Linked DNA regions of Pan troglodytes: region 1 is linked to region 2. The links are chromatin contacts, called in public capture Hi-C maps. All regions are on one chromosome and are shown on one strand. The core of a region is the stretch at or near the end of the contact, and the rest is flanking DNA. Distances in the headings are between cores, read along the strand shown.

Region 1 (4,862 bases), core at 1,319-3,818, 360 kb after region 2:
CTTTAAATGTAACTGGGCTTATTGCACTTAGTCAATGCTACACAGAGGTAAATGCATTCTTTTGCATTCCAGCCTTAAAACTCAATTATGCAACTGTAGAGTCAGAAAGGGATGCCTAGGAGTTCATGTGACAAGGCTTGTTTGTTTAGGTTGACTGTAGTATCAATGTAAGTCTTACAATGTGGAGGGAAAAAGGTAAGTGAGAGCTTGAGGCCAGGTTAAAACAAATAGAGCCCCTAAGGAAATGTTTCTCAAAATACGGGTTGAGGAATACTTGTTCAAGTACTTGGGCTATTTTGTAAAACGCAGCTTTCTGGGCTCTAGAAATGTAAATATTTAAGACGAGGGCTCAGAAATGTCCATTTTTAAACAATTTCCCCAAGTAATTCTCCTACAGGTAAAAGTTTTGAGAATTGCTGAAAACAAAAATCGAGGCTGTCTCATTGGGCACTGCTGGGGCCAGGCTACACCCAGTAGGTCGGGCTCAGGTTCCAGTGCTGTTGGAAACACAGGTCCTGAGCGATGAGACCAGGATGGTGGGACATCTGCCACGCTGTGACACGCAAAATAACAGAAAGAGCCCCCCTGCGCTGTTTAGCCTAGAGAATTTTCAAGAAGACATGAGCGCTTTCTTCAAAATACAATTGTGGAAGAATGTTTGAATTTTTTTTTTTTCATTGTGTCCCCAGAAGTTAGAATTAAAACCGATGAAAACAAATTATGAACAAAGTTGGGTTTAATATAACCCGTATCCTACCTAAAAATAGAATGAACCTCCTTCGGAGATGGTGACTTCTCTATCAATGGGGGGTGTTTCAGAAATGAAGGGGGAAGTCTTGCCGGATATTCTGCTGCTATGAATCTCTGGGAGGCTGGCTTCAGGTCAATTTTGTGCACCAGTACCAGACACTTCCTAAGGCCTTTGCCCATAAAAATCTCCGTTTCAATACTGAGAACCAGCATGTTTTCAGAGATCAATGAAAATAATTTCAGTGTTGAAATTTTTAAAAACTCAAATGAAATAACCAGGCCTCTGGATTTTGACTGGCATAGAAAATGCTGAGAGTGACCTGATGGTTTTCAGAATCACGTTGGATACAGTTGAGAAGGAACTTAAGCTCCTCATTTTGAAGATGAAGACAGGAAATGCATTGTCAACAGATGATTCCCCCCCCGCCCCACCCCGCCCCAAAAAAAGGCAGGGTTGTTCTTGGAGCAAACTGTGGAATCTCCTTTTCCAGACGAAATCTTTCTGCAATGGCTGAGTCAAGTTCAGCGGAATGGGAGGAGAGTGGGCCGTGGGGAAACGTGTTACTTGTGTGTTACTCTTAGCAATCGTATGATCCTTATTTAACTTAAAAAAAAATCTTTCCTTTAAAATTACACATGCATAACCCGAATAGCAGTTCCATCACTTCTTTTCAAAATGTGCATTCTGAATTTAATTCTTTTCTAATTTGAAATATTTGAAAGTGCCGACTCTAGTTCGTCTTTCAGTACAAACCAACATGCCATGCAGCAAACTCACATTCCTTATTGAAAGGGAAAAGCGCTGTGTTTTTTGAGAGGGAAGGGAAACACTTTTAAGTGAAGCACTTACAGTTCATGTCGTTTTCAGTGGGAGATGAAGCTGCTGAGAAATTCAATGTTTGTTCGTTTGTTTTTTCCACAATACAATGAATTTTAAAAAGTGAGCCCACTCATGCCTCAAATTACCCAATTCTGACCCAAGCGAAGGTGCCCCTGGAGTTCTGGAAAACGCAGGAGGCCTCCGCGGGCTGGGTGCGCCCCGAGCACTGCCATCCCTTTTCTTGTAATTACTTAATAGCCTGTGCCTTTGTCTTTTGCTTTGTTTTCTTAAGGAAATGTTAAAAAACAAACAAACAAAAAAACCAGTGTACAATAAGAAATGAGACTTGAATGCGAGCGGGCGGGAGGCAGCGCTGAAAGAGGCGGCCGTGGATGCCACGGCGCTAGGTTCAAGTCCCGGTCCAGGGCGTTTGAGGGGACCGGGAGACAGTGGCCGCAGCGGCCACGGGGGCCCCGCAGACCTGGCCCAGGGTGCGGAAGGAGTCGCCTGAGCCGCTGTTTTAATTCCAGTGAATTCACTGAAAGACGAGAGGGCCCCAGGGACTCCCTGGGAACGCTTGGATTGCGGGAGCGGGCGGGGGGGGGGGCGGTCAGGGCTTTCCTACCTCCCCGTTTCCCATCCCTCAGAATGTTCTAGAAATCTCAGCACACAGGAAGCTGCAGTGGCCGAGGCCCGTAGAAAGAAGCGGGCGAAGGGCGGAGGAGGACGCGCGGGGCCGGTGCCGGGGACGCGGGGCAGGTTCGTGGCGCAGCCCGGGGAGACCTTGGGCGAGGCCTCCAGGCGGGGACGGGAAAGGGAACGGGGACAGGGCGCAGGGCAGAGGGCCGGGACGGGAACAGGGACGGAAACGGGGACAGGGCGGAGGGCAGAGCGCAGGGGCGCAGAGAAGGGGACGAAGACGGGGCCGGAGGCGCCTGAGGGGGGCTCCGTGCGGGAATCGGCGGCGCCACCCAGCCCCGCACATTGCCGAGAGAGGCCCGCGTGCTTCTGAGAGCGCCGCCCCTGACGTTTCTGCTGCGCGCTGGGACCGAACCTACAGGAAGCAAAACCCTAGAGGAAGAAGTCGGCGGCTTTTTGGCTCGGAGACAAAATGGAGCCCCGCGGATGCAGCCTGGGCTCCCTCAGGCGCATCCCCAGAAGCTGCGGGTGTCCCCGGAGGACTTGAAGTCCTCCCGTGCGTCTCGATGTCACCAGTTTTTGTTTCTTTGGTGAGGAATCGGTTCACGGTGAAACTTCATTCCTCAGCCGGTGGGGAGCCGAGGCTGGGCCGGGCGGCGAGGGTTGCGCTGGGACGCACTGCCCCCTACTGGCCGCTGCGCCGCGTTCCCAGCTGCTCGAGCGGCTGGTTCAGTGAACTCGGATTAATTTAAATACAGCCGTAGATTTGGCTTTTTTCCCTCCCGGGCGAATCTTAATTAAAAAAAAAAAAAAAAAACTAGGGAGAGTACCAAACTTAAAATAATAAACAGACTGAAGGATATTATTTCTTAACCTTTATACAGCCTCCTAAAAGAGTGAAAATTTTATTGTGAGTAAAATCAGAGTTTGGCTCTCTGGTATCCCTTCTGCTTTAATGTGCCTTGCCTTGAGACTATTCTTATGAGACTAGAAATTCTTTGGTTAATGCATATTTATTAAAGACTAAATCATACTACTTTCCAAAATATTAGGCTCTATCAGCAATCCTTGATATGCAAAGAAACCATCTTAGTCCACCTCGAAGAGCAAAACAAATAATGCAGTGAAATATCTTTAAAGTTCAAACAAAATGTTACCAGACATACTTGAGTTATAGCGTCCAAATTACTAGGTTACATAAATTGCTCACAAGCAACCATCACCTGATCATTTTATGCTTTCTAATAACTTAAATGTCCCTAAATTGTAGAGTAGATTAATGCGTAATCGTCAAAAGGAACTGTGCTCATGTGAAAGTCACTTGCAAAGCCTGGATTGGAATTAATTGTCTCAAAATCCTTAGCCTACTGCTTCAACTACAGAACAATGCTCTGCCTTTATTAGTAAGTAGGAGAAAGAAGTTGTTGTGTCAAACACTTTATTGCAAATCCGAGGTTCAGCAGTGAATTCTAATTAATTTTATTATTGAAATACCCCAAACTTTAAAACATTTTTTCAAAGGGTGGCAACTGTGGCATGGAAATGGATGGATCATTGTTTATTGAAGGGATGTCTCTGTTAGAGTTAGTTGTGTTTTGCTGCGTATAATTATTTTGGGGTTTGGAGGGACTGAGGTGGCTTTTCCTCGGGTTCTTCAAATTAAATAGCTGGGTTGCACACATCTTCGTTGGGTTCTGGTTGAGTAAACTTCAGTGTAGTGGGGTGTCACATCACTTCCTGGATGAACAGTTGGTTGCCGAGAGCAGGTTTATTTAAAGCCAGAAACTCGTTTAAATAAGTCTTTGGTCACGCTGTTGAGGGGGCTGTTAATGCAGTGTGAGCAGCGACCATCCATGCATGGGGAAGTTGATAAAAGAATCTCTGGTTTTCTGACGATGTAGGTCTTAGTGGAGCCTTTTTGGTAAATCTAAGACTTTATGTTCATTTTATTATACACAGTCTTAATTTGAGTCTGAAAAGGGGAGCTCCAGGGCAGACATAAAATTAACTTCTCTTTCAGCGTCCTAACCTTTGGGTTTTAATTTATTCACTTGTCAATCTTATGAATGCCTCATGAACCCCAGCTATTGATTTCCGTGGCCAATGCTATTTTTCCTGTTTATTATAATATATTGTCCCATTGTTGCCGGCCGTTTGCGCTCAGTTAGATTTCCCACACAGCGGACAGGAAACCGTTCCATGGCATCAGACTTCCTTAGATTGATTTTCACAGAGGCAGGGAGGGACCTGCCCACTTCTGGGCCCTTTGTGCTGAGACTACACAGGGGCCCCAGCAACCCGCCTGTGTGGACGCTTCCTTCCAGGCCCCCAGTGCAGACAGCAGTCTCCCCAGGCCCTCCCACTGCAGGCCCACGCAGCCCCTGGGAAAAGCTCCCCTTATCAGCGCTGAATGTTATGTCATTTCTTTTTACTCACGATGTTTATTGTCTTTAGAGCCTGCTCTGTGGGAATGTTCTTTTCAAGGGCGACAATGGGGAACCGGGGAACAACACTGGTGAAATCACACAGCCCTGGAGCGCCAGGCCTTCCAGTTGCTTCGTAATTAGAAAACAAAACACTCAGCTACAATACAAATGATGTTTTTACACTCCCTGGCTACTGAATTATTTATTAATAAAAAGCTTTATCACCA
Region 2 (5,554 bases), core at 2,853-5,352:
AAATACAAATGGTAATCCATACTTCATGGAACTACGGGCTTCTTCCATGGGGAAAATGGACTTAACATTCAGATGTTGACAATTTCGGAAGGCAGCTTATATTGTCATCTACAATCTGAACTGAAACTCAGAAATCCAGGGGATGCATGGTCAGGAAATAAAATTCTTCAACTTATTTTTTCTTGGAGAATTTAATGAGATTTTATAATGCAAACTGTATGAAGACTGCTTGATGGCTTGAGCAGTGTTCAGATCACAGCATACATATTCAAATGATTTTAATATTTGGAAAGACTGTCAGAGGGTTGTGTCCGTGTAAAAAAAAAATTGTTAATATGAAACAAAAAAAGCAAATGAAGAGAAAAAAATCTTACTATGATTAATAACTCGCTACAAGACAGCACCATTACTCCAAAAATATCTTCATTATTAAAAGCACTGATATAAATAAAAATTTCATACATTCAATTTTATAGTCTGTGAAACCCACTATAAATATAAGCATGTATATCTAGTTAAAGACAGGACAAGGGAAAATGCATTTTAAAAGCTAAGCTTACCAGAAAGCAAAGAGATTTAATATGTCAACTTGTCCACAATAATGCCAAGATGAAAAATGACAATGAGTCTTAATTATTTTGAGTCAAATATTTCAGTTCAAGAAAATACAACTACAGGATTTCCTACATCACACACCAATGGGATTCATATTCATTATGCAAACTATGGTGAGGACACTCAGGGCTGTAAAGTAATTTGCCTTGAGTGTTTCAGTGACTTTCACCAAGTTTTTGGATCCTGGAGTAATCAGTGCAAATAAGCCATAAAGCTTCAGTAGCAAATTACTGTCTCACAGAAAGACATTTTCAACTTCTGCTCCAGCTGCTGATAAAACAAATCATGTGTTTAGCTTGACTCCAGACAAGGACAACCTGTTCCTTCATAACTCTCTAGAGAAAAAAAGGAGTTGTTAGTAGATACTAAAAAAAGTGGATGAATAATCTGGATATTTTTCCTAAAAAGATTCCTTGAAACACATTAGGAAAATGGAGGGCCTTATGATCAGAATGCTAGAATTAGTCCATTGTGCTGAAGCAGGGTTTAGGGGAGGGAGTGAGGGATAAAAGAAGGAAAAAAAGAAGAGTGAGAAAACCTATTTATCAAAGCAGGTGCTATCACTCAATGTTAGGCCCTGCTCTTTTTAATCTGACTGAAGGCAAAAGCCTCTCACAGTCTAGGTAACAGAGTGACAGAATAGAAGAATATACAACCACAGGTGGATTTTTAACCTTTTCCCTTTACCACTCCCTGTCTCCCCACCGTCCTCCCAAAAAAGAATGTAAGTCCTGCAGCCATGGCAAAAGTTTCAAACACTTCTCAAATAGCCAGTTCCATTAAATCAAAAAGTATCCTTGAATATGTTTTATAAAAGCTTCCAACTTTTAAGTTATCAGTCAGCACTTCTGAATAGGCTAAAAAATTAACTTTCGCAGCAATGTTAAGTTTAGACGAGAAAGGAATTAGATAGTCTGTATTCCATCTCTTTCTGAACTGAGCAGGAGGCAGAACCCAACACTGAAAGTTTTGCCATGGACTGTCTCTACTTTCCAAACGACCGAGCGTTACCTCTCTAGCTTTTTGTGCTGCAAGCTCAGCTTGTCTCTGTCGCTCGAGTTCTTCGAGCAACTGCTTTTCCATGATGCGTTTGGCTTCCTCCACCCTTCGGAGAACTTCTCGTTCAATTTCATCCTTCCTTTTCTCCAGTTCTTCCTCCACCCTTTTTGCCACCAATTCTTCTACTCTTCGTGCTGTTTCTTCCTCGATGAGTTTTTCTTCTATTTCTTGCTGTCGACTAGCAAACAAAGTGCAAAAAACGAGTTAGGTATTTATTTTTAAAACTATAAATTTAAACAAAACTAGTTTTAAGTCTATCAAGCCATTGAGCCTGATATTATTCAGTGATTTTTTCAGAATTCATTTCCATGTCACATTTAAGGAAATGACAGAAATTCAAATGAATATAAAATCTTTTTTTCCTTTATCATATTCTAAATACAGGAGAACAGGTATATACAAAGAGCCTAATTCATTAGTTCTAATTTAGGAACAATAAATCCGGACAGAAAATCTATTCTGTTATCGACTTTATAATCAGAGGACAAGTTGTTAAAACATATGGATTTGCTCATTTGCCAATCCCTTCGTCTGGGGCTGAGCTACAGAGAAGGAGAAATTATGTAGCAGGCAACTCAGATTGGCTGAATTCATTTCCCGCTAAGCAAAGAGAGAATAAATATAGATTGAAGAGATTCAGACTGCTGGACTAATAGTGCGTAGTTTTTACTGAAAATATGACCAACTTAAGTTTTGAACTGAAGTTCTTTAGCTTTATAGTTCCTTACTATGTCTTTTCTTCCTTTTGTTAATTTTCAATTAAAAGCTCCTCTAGAAATGAGAAAGTGGGTAAAAATATATTTTTATTACCAGAAAAAGTTCAATAAAGCATGATACTACAGTTTTAATTACTCCAATCCCATTTTGATATTATATACCAATTTACTCAAAATAAAATTCTGTGCTGAAATTACTGACATTCATCAAGGCACCACTGGAAATCCTGCACATTTCATACCAATGATATTCAGTGACAGCCACCAGTCATATGTGTCTGGTCCAAACTGAAATTTAGTATGAAGAAAAAGAATATAAATGATCTCCTATTTTTATTTGATTGCGTGTTAAAAATGATATTTTGGATAAAAATATACAACAAAATTAATTTCATCCATTTCTTAAAGTTACTAAAAAAAATTTTACATTGCATATATTGTTCATACTATTTCTAGTTAATAGCACTCTGAGACAATAATTTGTGCTGAATGAATACATTCTGAGGCTCTTGCAGTAAATCTCAATCCTAAGAGGACGATTCATGTTCCAACTTTCTCACAACTCTCAAAATTAAATAAAACCTGCAACCTTTATCTTTTGATGACTCATTTGACATACATATATATGAGAATCATTCAATTTATCGTTTAAGTAAAGACTTTATAGTTTCTAAGTGACCTTTAAATACCCCAATCCACTTCAACTCAACTCTATTCTTCGGGATGATTCAATTCTCACCCAGGGGCTCTCATTTTCAACTCCTGTTACTTATTCAGTGATAACACACTAACACCAATGTGTCTTAACCTGATTCATTTCAGTTTCTACATTTATCCTCTACATTCTTCTGTCAAGGAGACAGTAGGTACTAGAGAAAGAATATTTTCCTTTAAGGGCCTAGATGTTTGCCCAACACTCATTCTCAGGACTTTGTTGTTTGAAGTCTTTATCTACAGCAGCTCAGTGAGAGAGCAGGTATCTTCCCCAATACTAAAAAAAAATCAATCACTGGGAGCATATAAAAGGAAACCAGACAGCAACTTCAATAGAAATTAAATCACATTTCCATATAAAATGTTGTTTCTCTACTTCACCCAAAAGGAAAGAAAACTAATCAATGAAACAAGGCTGACAACTGTTGAATCTGGATAATGAGTACCCAAGAATAATAATAATAATCTGCCTTTATGTATATGTAAATTTCTCATAATAAAGTGTACACACATACACACACACTTTTGCTAGTTGGTTCTTCTGAAATTAGTAAATGTAGAGAAGCCTAAGAAGAAACTTAATATTTAAAATTTCAAAACCAGTACAATGTGACTTTTAATTAACAATACTAAGTGGATCATAGTACCGACTATTAAAAAAAAAAGGATAATGTAACACAGTTCCAATTAAAATTCCACACAAAGTAGAAAGAAGGCCCTAGGAGTAAAAAGTTGCCATCTTAAGAATTTGGTGAAGGCAGAAGAGACCTGATACACACTCAAGGTTATTTTTGGCAGTCAAGCCATCCCTCAGCAAAAGCGCAGTGGCTAACAGAGCCTCATTTCCATAGCTTTGGTCAGTAAGGAGAAAATGAGCCAAATAAATTTACTTACAGCAAATGCCAAATCAGAATGTCAGTTCCCTGCTTCTATTTCCACTGATGACATCAAACCAGAGGGCCCATGTAACAGGCAGTACAGGCAGGCCGTGGGCTGCTCCGCTGCTAAGGAGTCAATTCTAACTACAGCTCGGCGACTTTATAGCCCAAAGGGAGGGCAAGTGGAAAGTCCCACGCTCAACTGAAACACTGGAGAATGAGAAATGACCTAGTGCAGTTTCTCACAAAGCTGCTTATCTCCTTTTGTTCCTGGAGGAACTGCAAGGCATCCCAATATGAAAATGAAGCTTTGCAACAGGCAGGGTTCAGGGTACCACAGCAAAACTGTTTGCCTGCAAGTGTTAGCAAGAATATAATTTCTGCTGTTTTTCTTGGTAAAATTAAAAATGCTACTTCAGTAATCAGAAAAAAACTTTAAATCAAATTTTAGAAACAATGCTGAAGGAAAGCTCAATTTTATCCCCTCGCCATACACTGAATTCAGCAAACCAATGAGCACATATACAACTGAATTAAGCATGAGTTCATCTTTACTGATGGCAAATTTATCATCATAATCAATGATAAAACCACTATTATGCCTACTCCCATAAGAGGCACTGAACTTTCTTGAGTGGGTCAGTGTCTTGCAAAATAGGTATCATCTAACAGCCTATTCACTCCTCAAAACCCTTGCCATAGCAGTTCTCACCCTCATGATGTTCTTTTCTCTAATGTTTTCCTCATGCTCCTCTGCTGAATATCCATTCCCCTGCCAATAATATGTTATACTGACGAAAGCATTAAATCAAGATCTTCAAGGTTTTCAATGGAAATGGTATAATACTAGGTCCTATTTTCTCTGTGCTCTCAGGTATTTTAAAAACACTAGTCAGGCTGGGCACGGTGGCTCACGCCTGTAATCCCAGCACTTTGGGAGGCCCAGGCAGGTGGATCATGAGGTCAGGAGATCGAGACCATCCTGGCTAACACGGTGAAACCCCAACTCTACTAAAAATAAAAATAAATAAATAAATAAAAAATAAAAATTAGCTGGGTGTGGTGGCGGGCGCCTGCAGTCCCAGCTACTCGGGAGGCTGAGGCAGGAGAATGAGCTGAGATTGCGCCACTGCACCACTGCACTCCAGCCTGGGCGACAGAGCAACACCCTGTCTCAAAAAAAAAAAAAAAAAAAAAAAAAAAACCACTAGTCACACTGAACTTTAAAATGCTAACTATTAAAAACAAAACAGTAAGGCTACAGCACTTCGGCACTGTTACAGAGTAACTGGCACCATTATTTTAAAACATCTTTAAAATGGGGGAACTCAATCCTAGGGGTTTACTTCTAGGAATCGCTTAATAATTATTAGCAAACAGCATTTACTTATTACTTAATAGGTAACATATAATATTGTGCCAAAAGCTTTATATACCATGTCATCATTTAAATCTCATAATTATTCCTATGCAGTGGGTATGTATCCCATTTTTACTGAGGAAACTAAGAACAAGGAGCTGAAGTTTCTAGACTCGAGCACACTGGATGTTGCTGAGCTGTTTCTCTGAACC

What was found. Capture Hi-C pulls out chosen DNA fragments and counts their contacts.
Region 1: a contact with region 2 is called in a capture Hi-C map of stem cell-derived neural stem cells, with 8 times the contacts expected there. The contact joins two enhancer-like sites. A contact is called at or near these places in 2 of 7 Hi-C or Micro-C datasets (induced pluripotent stem cells and stem cell-derived neural progenitor cells), 1 of 1 datasets of contacts at active chromatin or transcription factors (stem cell-derived excitatory neurons) and 1 of 1 other capture datasets (stem cell-derived neural stem cells).

The regions. Positions count from the first base shown.
Region 1 is chr14:112,519,628-112,524,489 of NHGRI_mPanTro3-v2.0_pri, forward strand. No RefSeq gene overlaps it. Among named protein-coding and RNA genes, the nearest start is that of ARGLU1, 350 kb to the left of the region's middle. Within about 2 kb of position 2,569, at least 14 of the 24 cell types and tissues checked have an H3K27ac peak or open chromatin away from gene starts, as enhancers often do. A contact at or near this core is called in stem cell-derived neural progenitor cells and stem cell-derived neural stem cells, where this site is marked.
Region 2 is chr14:112,162,174-112,167,727 of NHGRI_mPanTro3-v2.0_pri, forward strand. ARGLU1 (arginine and glutamate rich 1) reads right to left here. Exons shown (of 4, transcript XR_010150559.1): 2 at 1-1,852. Among named protein-coding and RNA genes, the nearest start is that of ARGLU1, 7.3 kb to the right of the region's middle. Within about 2 kb of position 4,103, at least 5 of the 24 cell types and tissues checked have an H3K27ac peak or open chromatin away from gene starts, as enhancers often do. A contact at or near this core is called in stem cell-derived neural progenitor cells and stem cell-derived neural stem cells, where this site is marked.